Linked DNA regions of Triticum aestivum: region 2 is linked to region 1. Evidence: chromatin contacts called from public Hi-C data. All regions are on one chromosome and are shown on one strand. The core of a region is the stretch at or near the end of the contact, and the rest is flanking DNA. Distances in the headings are between cores, read along the strand shown.

The links. Hi-C and Micro-C count contacts between places; a contact is called where the count stands out from the background.
Region 2: a Hi-C map of leaf shows a contact between it and region 1, with 4 times the contacts expected there. The contact joins two enhancer-like sites. A contact is called at or near these places in 4 of 5 Hi-C or Micro-C datasets (leaf and root) and 1 of 1 datasets of contacts at active chromatin or transcription factors (leaf).

What each region holds. Positions count from the first base shown.
Region 1 is chr7A:645,642,654-645,648,446 of IWGSC CS RefSeq v2.1, forward strand. No RefSeq gene overlaps it. Among protein-coding and RNA genes, the nearest start is that of LOC123148921, 15 kb to the left of the region's middle. Within about 2 kb of position 2,763, at least 1 of the 8 cell types and tissues checked has an H3K27ac peak or open chromatin away from gene starts, as enhancers often do. A contact at or near this core is called in leaf, where this site is marked.
Region 2 is chr7A:645,767,313-645,773,105 of IWGSC CS RefSeq v2.1, forward strand. It overlaps LOC123148922 (auxin response factor 18), which reads right to left. Exons shown (of 4, transcript XM_044568446.1): 2 at 5,076-5,793; 3 at 3,945-4,870; 4 at 2,842-3,271. The coding sequence ends at 3,199. Among protein-coding and RNA genes, the nearest start is that of LOC123148922, 4.0 kb to the right of the region's middle. Within about 2 kb of position 2,494, at least 6 of the 8 cell types and tissues checked have an H3K27ac peak or open chromatin away from gene starts, as enhancers often do. A contact at or near this core is called in leaf, where this site is marked.

The sequences.
Region 1 (5,793 bases), core at 1,513-4,012:
TCTATCTTTGCCGACTTAAAAAGATCAAACTTACTTTCTTCTCGAGCAAATAATATCTGGACCAACTGCAGGACATACCTTAAAAAAGAACAGAAAAACTACGGAGTAGCATGCATGAGGAGTCAATTATTATATACTCCAGGACACACTAGGCAGCATAAATTGGAGCGTGACAGCGCCACCCCGTTTTAACTTTGTCTTGTCTTTTGCACGGAGGAGAACAGCAGGTACCTATGTGACCGCCAAGCGAGATCACTGTGCGCACAGCCGCGACGAAAGCAACTAGAGCCAAAAGCTTTGCTCCCGACACGACATCTACTCGGCTCATCTCGATCCAGCCCCACGCGACAGCGACGGCATACAGCTTCCCATGCCGACACACCTTCTCTTTCTTTCTTCGGTCGTCGTGGCCTTTCGCCGTCCTCCGCCGCTGGCGATCGGCTTGAGCTTGACCCGTGAACAGTGCGCGCACGGACAAGGCGAGCCACCCCATCCGGGAGGACCTCACTACGGATGTACTCCCTCCCTTCCGAATTACTCCCTCCGTTCCAAAATAGATGATCCAACTTTGTACTAATTTTGTACTAAAGTTAGTACAAAGTTGAGTCATCTATTTTGGAACAGAGGGAGTACTTGACATGGCGCGCTTTGCATGCACGAAGAGGAGCACGGCGCCGGCGATCACGTGATCCGAACTGGGCGTTCCAACTTCCAACAGTGCAGCCGGCGGGACGACAGAAAAAGTGGCGCTGGCGCTGCTATCCCTCCCTCATACTCCTGTAGCGTACACCCGGTACGCACCTCTCCGCAGTACTCCTACTACCTTTTCGAAGAGAAATGCGACTCTGTACAGGGTGAGGACACTCTCCTGTTCTCCCCGGGGTAGCAAGTCGCCAATGCCAAGGAAGAGACGGGACAAAACGGCTGAACCGCCAACTGCAATCGGCGCATGCACGCACCCGTCCGCGCGTAGCCAGGGATACGTCCGAGCGAGCAGCTAGCCAGCTAGCGGGTTGAGGCAGCAAGCAACCAGCCAGAGATCGTACACACTCCCTCTGTAAAGTAATATAAAATTGTTTAAATCATCAGTACAACAATTACAGTGATCTAAACGGTCTTATATTAATTTACAGCCGGAGTACCTACTAGGCAGTAGGCGCACGCACCTCCGTTGTTTGTCGATTGGTTATTCGGCCTCCTCCACCAGCCCGGGCGGCCAGACCAATGTGAACAACTATTCCACAAAAAAGTGAATACAAACGAAAAGAAAATTTAGGTTGCTCTATAACCTTAAACTCCGCTGCTACTTTGCCACAACACATGTTCCACGAGAAGCACAAATGTAGATGTACAAACGAATGAAAGAACGAAGCACATCGTCACCATGAGGGCGTTGCAGAAAAAAACTTTATAACAAAATGCTACGAAAGGCGAGACCATGAATGCAGCTGGAGAAGTAACGACGGGGCCATTGTCCTTAGCTTGTTGTGGTTCAGACACAACGTCGCTAGACAAGAAGGCCAAGAAGAATGTCAACCACTTTGGTGGTTAGCACCAAACCTGACGCCTCATTCGAGACGAGCACCCACAAGCCCCTATCTGAAGCTACCCAAGTCATCGATGAGACAGACAGAGGATCGAGGCCGGCGAGATCGTATTCGGGCCCAGTCTCACAATCGAAGGAGGAAACATTGGATTCAGGGAGCGGATGCATATTGTCGAGAGCACACAACCACCGTTGGAGCTAAAGCGGTGAATGAGCCGCGAAGCTAAAAGGCCAAGAGGGGATGGTTGGCAAAAGAACGGTAGAACAGGGCTAATGCTTAGATCTTGAGGAGAGGAGATGTTGAAATATATTGTCCGCCTTTCTCCATCAGTTCGGACTTTTGAATGAGTTGGCTGGTGCATGAATTCAATATGGTATCTAAGCCAAGAGGTCTTGAGTTCAAAACCCTGTCAACGCAATATTAAAAAAATGATTCTGCGCCCTACATCGATCCCACGTCTAAGGACTAAAATAGCCTAGGCGTGAGAGGGAGTGTTGAAATATATTGTCCGTTTTTCTTCATCAGTTCGGACTTTTGGATGAGTTGGCTGGTGCATGAATTCAATAGAAAATGAAAAGTAGTACAAATTATAGTGCGAGAAACCCCCCGCCCCATGGTGGAAACTGGGAAAGGTAACTATAGAGTGGTTACGTGAAGACATCGATGTGTATACTGCACATGTGAAATGTCATTATCTAGTATAAGCCAAGGGTTTCATCCATATTTTTAGCTTCATGGCTATATATGGGGATAGAAAGGGGGCGAGGAATCGGGGAGAGTGGTCGGGAAAAAACGGGAGGAAGGAACTGTTTGGATGTCGGTAACTTGAAAATGCTCATCGACGGTCGGACAGGTAGTACCGGGCTACCGGCACCCCCCGGCCTTGGATGGTTGGTCTAATCGACACGGCAAGGGTGGGAAAGGGTTGCGGTGGATGGAGATGTGTCAGAGAACAAAAGAGCAAAGAAGATCGACACCACACTGATCAAAAAAGAGATGCACGGATGAGGAGGCGACTCGAGAGAGGTGAAAATTGAGGGGTTTCACACTTCACGCCCTAGCCCTTTTCAAGATAAAAATGACTTTGGACAGCAACCAAGGAACAAGATATGACAATGCCCGGCACAGGCCCAGGCCCCGCAGGTCAGCCTACACACATGTTCTGTTAGGAAAGCGCGGTCGCAATGGAAAGGGACCGATGCTGGTAGCAGCACAGCAGTAGCAACAAACGTCGCGATCCATCGACCACAGGCCCCTTTGTTCGCTTGCATGCTTTGCCATCCCCCCAGATCGCCACGACACAGACAGACACGGACGGGGACACTACGCTCTCACATCACGCTCAGCCCGTGGCCAGCACCCATCTCCCCTCGTCCCATGGCTGTGGCAAGTCCTCATCTCCCACCACCAGTCCGCCACCACTCCCTCGCCGTGGATCCAGCTCAACATATAGAACAACAGCATATATGTCTATGTCTTTGTGTTTGGTTCCGACACTGACGAACCACACGCATGTTTTGGCAGAAGAAAAAAAGATTCAGACATTCATTCTTCCCATGATTTGCAGCGAGGAATCGCCATGGATTCATATCATTCATGAGTGGTAGCCAAAACAACGGAAAAAAAAGAAATCTGTTCACATGGATTACAAAAACAATCGGTCTCATTCTGGGAGCTGTCCAATCGGAGTAAAACGTCGCGATTCGCCTTTGGAGTTTGAACTGAGCTCCTATTCTAGTATCTATGCTCATGGATTACACAAACAATCGTTCGACTCCATGCTATCTATGCTCTCTGATAATCGCCACCCTGCTGCGCTGCGCTCCTTCCAGCCATACGTACAAGTGGCAAAAGGGCTTCCTTCCTCCTAGCTCAGTAGCCTATCGCCGCTCGTGTCCGTTAGTATGGTCAGCCTACACGCAGTCTTCGTGAAGTCACTGCAAAATTCACTAGCAAATTTGCTGAATATGTTAGTATCTATAGTCTGGACAAGAAATGGAGAAATGAGAAAGAAACATGCACTAGCAGAAGATGTTTTCTCCCACCACAAAAATAAAAATAAAAAAAGAAGGATGATGAGGTTTCCTTTACAGCATGGACACGCTGGTTGTCTCTGGTGGGCATTCCTGAAGACTGAAGTCAAAGTACCAAAGGGGGATGCTTCCATGGCAAGAACACCTAGATTTTCGGTGGTTGAAGATAGGTCAATTTGGATGTATTAGAAGAAAATCCGCACCTACTGATACAAATGTGGCCATTTCCGAGGTCTCGCAATACATGGGGAGTTTAAATGGGTGATATCGAGGTCGGCAGATGCATATTGTTAGGTGGAATAAACAGGTAAACTGGAAGTGCTTTGCCAACAATGCTAGGGAAAAAATCACGAAACTGGCACTTATATTTGAAGAGTGGATGTGACCAGATACCTAACTGATTCTAAAATGACTAGCAAGCTTTTTTTTTAGTTAAAAAAACAAGTTTTTTTTTTTTGCAAGTTGATTAGCAAGCTTTTTTCGGTAGACGAAATGAAACGAGTAACCTTATGCTTGAACAGAAACATACAAACCTGAAAGACTCATCTCCAGTGTGTCTTAGTGCCCCAGCTGCATGCCTGCATCACGGTAGAAAACATGGCTCGTCAACTCTGCTTTCTAGTGGTAGTAGCTTAATGCGATTTTATTTTTTTGGTCCGCATAGAATTGTCATAGTGATGCCGCTCTCAACAAATAAAGATGATCATGCTAAGGATCTGTCCACATACCGGCATATGGTTCAGGAGATCAAAACACTACTTCAAACTCTCGATGAGTTTTTTTTTTGCGAGAAACTTCTAATCCATTCTTCTTCAATCATGACAGTACAAAGAACAACAGAGGTAATAAAAATTACAATCATGTTCCTGGACCACCTAGCGATGACTACAAGCACTGGAGCGAGCCGAAGGCGCACCGCCGTCATCGTCCCTCCCTTACCGGAGCCGGGCAAACCTTATTGTAGTAGACAGTCGGGAAGTCGTCGTGCTAAGACCCCATAGGACCAACGCAACAGAGTAGCAACCAACAACGATGAAAAAAGTCGTAAATCAGAAGGATCAAACCAGTAAACACCCAAACGAAGACTGGATCCAAACAGATCAATCAAAGACCAGCACCAACCGAATCCCGTGAGATCCGACGGAGACAAATTTCCACACGCCTTCCGATGATGCTAGACACATCATCGGGACGGGGATAAAACATGGGATACATTATTTCTACTAAGGGACATCGCGGACGCAACATAGCCCCAACCAAGACGCCGAATCTAACAAGAACGAGAATGGCCCCCCTCCCGCCGGCGGGGGGCCGAGATCCTCCGCACCTCCATGGCCTAGAGGCCATCAAAGATGGGGTGGACCGGCGGCGGCGCCGACGTGAGGAGAAGAGCTTTTCTCGATGAGTTTAAGATAAGCTGGGTGTGTTGCTGCGAATAGTGCAGTGTATGTAATGGCTAGGGAAGATTGCACCAAGAAACTTTGTAAAACTTTGCTCCATATTCCACCAGAGTGTCTCGACTCTGTGGTAGCTTGGGAGATTCCTGGGATTTGAATAAGAGTGAAGTGCATCCTAGGTCCTCGAACTATTTTGAAGGTGTTATGTAGGTTCTCAAACTAAGAAAAGTGTCATCTAGGTCCTCAAAAATTCTTGAAGTGTAATGAGTGTGTATATATATGACACCTCTGAAATAGTTTAAGGACCTATGTGACATCTTTGAAATAGTTTGAGGACCAGGATGGCACACATATTGCACTATGAGGATTTGGATGCGATTTTCATAGTTTGAGGACATATGTGACACCTCTGAAATAGTTTGAGAACCTATGATGCACTTCACTCCCTGAATAAAATGCAATAATTCCAACTAATTTTTTTCGAAGAGCTTTCAAATATTTGCCGGGCTCTCCAGACTTGCTGCCCTCAACAAATAATGTTTCGTGTATGTGTTTTTCTTGGGTGCAACAATGTCCTCGTACTGCAACGCAACTGGCCATCAAGAATTCTCTTCCTATATAGCTCCGCCACAGCGCACATGGTGCAACCGTGCACTTCGATTTGTCGCCTTCTGCGTCGGGAACTCGTGGGTGCGTACGCCCACATATACTGCCTGCACAACATTGCATGTACACATATATAGCTACACGTAATGGTTCTGCCGTGCGAGTCGCATGATTACATAATCATATATAGCTACACATAATGGTTCTGCC
Region 2 (5,793 bases), core at 1,244-3,743, 120 kb after region 1:
TTAACAGGTGCATGAAAAACAATCTTTTCACCAGTCACTTTCTTTCCTGCCCATTAGATCAAAATCAAACGGCCTTAGCCATGTCGCAGACTGTTCATCTTCCTCCCCCGGCAGGTAGTTCCTCCTCTCCGCAGCCTTCCCCGCCCCATCTGCGGCAGACAGGTGCTACTGCGCACTGCTTCGGCACACCGCCCTCCCCTCAACCACCCCCCCAACGCCGTTGCTAGTCACCACCCCGGCCATCTCTCTAAGCTCTGCACCACCAATGAAAACCTCAAGTGATTCCCTGCACCCCGACCCCTAAGATAGATAGTGGGGTAGTTCTTCTCCGGTGAGGTTGGGAAGAAGGAAAAAGTAAAAGTGACCGATGGAACATAAAATTCCAGGCACCAGAGAAATAGCAAAACCATATTGACTAGGGGTTAATTGGATTCATGCCACCGCAACTTTCACGAGTTGGAAAAATGCCATTACAAAAACCAAAGGTTGAAATATGCCACTGTAACTTTCCCATGCCTCTACATATGCCAACTCATGAAAGTTGCAATGACGTTTTTCCAACTCATCGAAGTTGCTGCCCCATGCTTTATTTTATTTTTTGACGGGAGAAGGCAGGAGTTCTGCCAATGCATTATAGAAAGGAAAGACTTACAGAGTTACATAGAAGGTGAGCCGAAGTTCTTATTAGGGGTGAGGTTCAGAGAATGATCAAACTTAATTTCCTTTCGAGCAAAGAATACCGGGACCAACTACACGAGCCGCCTTAAAAAAGAAAAGAAAAACTAGCATGCATGGCGAGTCAATTATACGCTCCGGTACACACGAGGCAGCAGCATAAATTGGAGCGTGACAGCGCCACCCCTCTTTAACCTTGTCCTGTCTTTTGCACGGAGGAGAGCAGCTAGCTAGCTATGTGACCAGCCGATCGAGATCACTGTGCGCACACCCGCGACGAAAGCGACGAGCCAAAAGCTTTGCTCCCGACACGACATCTACTCGGCACACCGCCGGCAGCCCCACCCCCACGCGACAGCGACGGCCGCCGCGCCGCGCACCTTTCTTTGGTCGCCGCGCGCTGGCGATCGGCCTGAGCTTGACCCGTGAACAGTGCGCGCAGCACCGGCGAGGCGAGCCACCCCATCCGGTCCGTGGAGGATACTCGCTACGGATATACAGTAGGCGGCGTACTATCTGCGTACGTAGCCCGGGAATGGCGCACTTTGCATGTACGAAGAGGAGCACGGCGCCGGCGACCATGTGATCCGAACTGGGCGTTCCAACAGTGCTGCAGCCGGCCGGGACGTCAGAAAAACCTGCTGTCCCTTACTGTGGCGCACACCCGGTACCGGTACCGGTACGTACCTCTCCTTGGGGCAAAATTTCGTGTTTTAACTTTTTCTAAACCTATTCGAGATTTGACCTTAATTTGAAAAAAATTCGAGATCTGACCCTTTTGCTACCGACAGAGTTCATTGCGGTAGGGTCTAACAGGCTACCGCCAGAGACTTTGGCGGTAGGAAACATCGCTAACGCCAACCTGGCTGGCGGTAGCCTGCACAACCTGGCTGGCTGGTAGGCACGAGAACGCACTATGTTTAATATTTAGGAGGTTTTTGATGGTAGAGCATGCAACCCTACCGTCAAGGTCCCTGGCGGTAGCAAAAAGGCTAGATCTTGAATTTTTTTTAAACTGAGGTCAAATCTCGAATAAATTTCAGAAAAGGGTCCAAACACGAAATTTAGCCTCTTCTTGATAGCGCTACCTTTTCGATAAGAAATGCGACTCGCCGTACACCCGACGTGCCAAGCCGGCACTAGCCAAAGAAGACACGGGAGCGCTCACACGCACGCACCCGCCCGCCCGTACTCCGTAGCCAGGATATGTCCGAGCGAGCAAGCAGCTAGCTACCGGGTCGAGGCAGCAAGCAACCGGCCGGAGATGGTACACGTACTAAGCGGTAGGCGCGCGCCCGGCCAGCGCGTACAGACATGAAATGCCATTATGTACAAACGAAAAAAAAAGCTATGCGTTCACTCATATTTTTAGCTTCATGGCCATATACGGGGTAGGGGGCGAGGATGCGTCAAGTGGTTGGGAAGCAGCGGGAGGAAGGGAGTGTCTGGATGGATGACGGTAATTTAAAAGTGCTCATCGACGGTCAGACAGGTAGTACCGGTATCCCTCGTCCTTGGATGGATGTCTGATCGACGCGGCAAGGGTAGAAAAGAGTTGCAGGTTATGTGCCAGACGACAAAATAGCAAAGAAGAGAGGGACGGCCGAGGCGGCGACACGAGAGGGATGAAAAGAGAGGCGGTTCACACCTCACACCCTAGCTGGTTTCAAGGTAAAAACCGACATTCCACAGCAGCCAAAGAACAAGATATGACAACGCCGGTCAGCGACTCCCCGAGCCTTGGCCTACACACATGTCCCGTCAGGAAAGCGCCGTCGCAACGGAAAGCGGCCGAGGATGGCAGCAGCACAGCAGCGGCAGCAAACGTCGCGCTCCATCCACCACAGGCGCCTTTGTTGGCTTGCCCCGCTTTGCCATCCCTCCAGTCCAGATCGCCACCACACGGACAGACACGGACGCGGACACCACGCGCTCGCTCCACACCCGTTCACATCACGCCGTGGAAGGAACCGGAGAGCTGGCCGGCACCCATCCCAGCCATGTCCACGTCTCCCACCGCCACCAGTCACCACCACCTCGCCGTGGATCCAGCGCACCATATGGAACAACAGCATATATGTCTCTCTTCTGCTTTGTGCTTGGGTCCGACACCGACGGACCACACGCATGTTTTCACAGAACAAAAGAAGATTCAGAGACCCATTCTTCCCAGGAATTGCAGCAAGGAGCCGCCATGGATTCCGGGCCAGAGTTACTGCTAACATCATCACAATGGGTGGTACTAGCCAACACAACGGAAAAAAAAGAAGAAGAAAATTGTTCACGGATCACCACACAAACAATCACCAGTCCCATTCTGGGAGCTCTCTAATAACCGGAGAAAAACTGAAGCTGCCTGCACCGGCGGTGCTTCTTGACTTGCATCCATCCAGGCCGCGGAATTTGCCGCCCCGTACACGCTATCTACGCTCTCTGAGAACCGCCACCGTGCTGCGCCGCGCCGCCATCGACCCGGCTGTACGTACAAGTGGCGAGAGAGCTTCCTTCCTTCCTCATCCCCCCTTAGCTCGCTACGCTGCTGTCGCCGCTCGTGTCCGTAAGTATCGTCAGCCTACGCGCCGTCTTCGTGAAGTCGCTGCAAAATTCACAGCAAAGTTTGCTAAATAGGTCAGTATCTCGTCCGAATAAGAAATGGAGAAAGACATAAAAAATGCTTTTGCAGCAGAAGATGATGTTTCTTTCAACAGTAAGGAAACATTAGTGGTCATCGGAGAGAACTCATAAATTGGTTAGTATCTAGTCTGAACAAGAAATGGAGAAAGAGAGATTTTTTTTTTTTTTTGCAGCAGATGATGATGTTTCCTTCAACAGTAAGGAAACATTAGTGATCATCGGTGGGAACTCGTAAAGTCAAAGTACCATAAGGAGCAGGATGCTTCCAAGGCAACAACACCTAGAGTTTCGGTGTGTGAAGATACGTCGATTTGGATGTACTAGAAGAAAATCCGCTACTACCGATACAAATGTGGCCATTTCCGAGGTCTTGCAATAGATGCAGGGTTTAAATTGGTGATGTTGAGGTCAACAGATGTGCGATGTTAGGTGGAATAAACACGCAAACTGGAGGTTTCTAACCAACAATGCTAATGGAATATTAGGAAACTGCCACTTACTTTTGAAGAGTGGATGTGACCAAATACCTAACTGATTCTAAAATGACTACCAAGCATTTTAAAAAGACGAAATGAAACGAGTAACCTAATGCCTGAACAGAAACATAGTACATTTTAATCTGAAATCATACAAACCTGAAAGGTTCATCTCCAGTGTGTTTGAGCGCCCCGGCTGCATCACGGTAGAAAACATGGCTCATCAGCTCGGCTTTTTCCATGCCGAACATGTCAGAAAGCCGGCGATATAACTCTTCATAAGAACCAACAGCGGTGAGATCAAGCGTGCGCCCGACGTCCTCTGATTGCATGAATATCTTGCAGTGCCCGATATCCAGCCCGAGATCGAGTACCTTGTTGTCCTGGCACAATGGAACTCCTCCGCAGGACAAGTTCTTCGTAGTGCCGTTCTGGTTGCTTTGCGGGCTTGGAAGATCAGAGTTATTCGCCGACTTCTCGGCGCTCATTTCAGAGGAGCTCTTCCTAGCAGCAGATGGAGAGAAACCCCCAGAGTTACCTAAAGTGATCTGCTGCTCAGTGAGTATGGGTTTCCCAAAGAGCATCAGCTGGGGTGAAGCCTTCTTGACATCTGACTTGTTGTTGTTGTTGTTCTGGTGACTGCCAATGGTGAGCATGCACGAGATGTCGTCTCGCGCAGCCGGGTGACCAATGATGAGCCCAGCGGCGATCCTCGGCGGCTGCCCGCCGTGATCGACCTGGTGAAGCCCGTGCGGTGACAGACTCGACTGCAGTTTGTTAAGGTGGAGATCTGATAAAGGTATACCAAATTGAGCATGCCTGGCTCCCTGTATGCCTGCAGGAGTGCCGTCCGGGAAATAGCACATCGGACCGACGCCGCCGCGGCGTCCGAGTGGGTTTCCGTGGAACATCGGGGCTGGAAACTGGCCGTCGGCCGGGAGGTCGGGGTAGAACGGAACGCAGAGCTTCTTCCGGGGCGGCGAGAACGGAGCGAGGTGAATGGCCGGCATGTTTGAGACCAGCTCAACCAGCCATGGGCTCACCCTCTTCACATTCTGCAGCAGGTCCGGTTCATCCCAGGTCACCTGCAGCACAAGGCCATAGTACCAAAGACAAGAAAGAATTCTTCAGCATTTTGACAGTCAAATGCAATCAATTCAATTACTCCCAGTCAATCCCAGTCAATAGATGGAATGCAATCTTGTGGTGCTGTCCTTGAGAGGGTGGATTTGTACACAATTTAATACAACTAGAGATGAGATGAGTGATGGAGGAGTGGAGATGTGGTACCTGAAGAAGTCTCCAAGGTGAATTGGGCCATCGAATGGGGTCGGCCACCTGCACGGCCGACACAGTCCCCATGAACCAGCTGATCCTGGACGAGTCCTCCGTCTCGAAGGCCATCTTGAACCTCATGCCGGGGCACCACTGGGTGCGCATCGCCGCCCTGACCGCGGCCGCCCTCACGCAGAACTCCGGCGTGCTCGCCCTCGGGTAGTAGAGCACGTCGAACGGCTGCCCGCTGGCGGCGAGATTGGCCGCCTCGGCGACCTCCTCCGGCCGCACCCTGACCCTGGCCTTCCCCCTCGCCCCCATCATCTTGTTGCCGCCGCCGTCCTCCTCCCCCCTGAGGAACATGGAGAACCCTCCGTAATTGCCGCCCGCCGCCGGCGAGGGCGGGGGCAGCAGCTCCGGGCCGCCGATGCGCCCCTTCTTGGCGCGGCGGATGCCGACGCAGAGATCCCCGTTCTCGGTCCTCATGAAGACGATGGAGTCCCCGGCGACGAGCTTCTTCTGGTTGACGAAGGAGCTCCACCCCGTGGTGAGCAGGTGGCGGCGCGGCGTGCCGCGGTAGATGTGGCGGAACTTCCAGACGACGCCGTGCACGTCCTTGGCGAGCACGGTCTGGACGGGCGGGTCGGCGGAGTAGTCGAGCCGCGGGAAGATGGTCTCGGCGCAGTAGCGCGGCACGGAGAAGCCGCCGCCGTTGTTGGCGTCGGACTGCGTG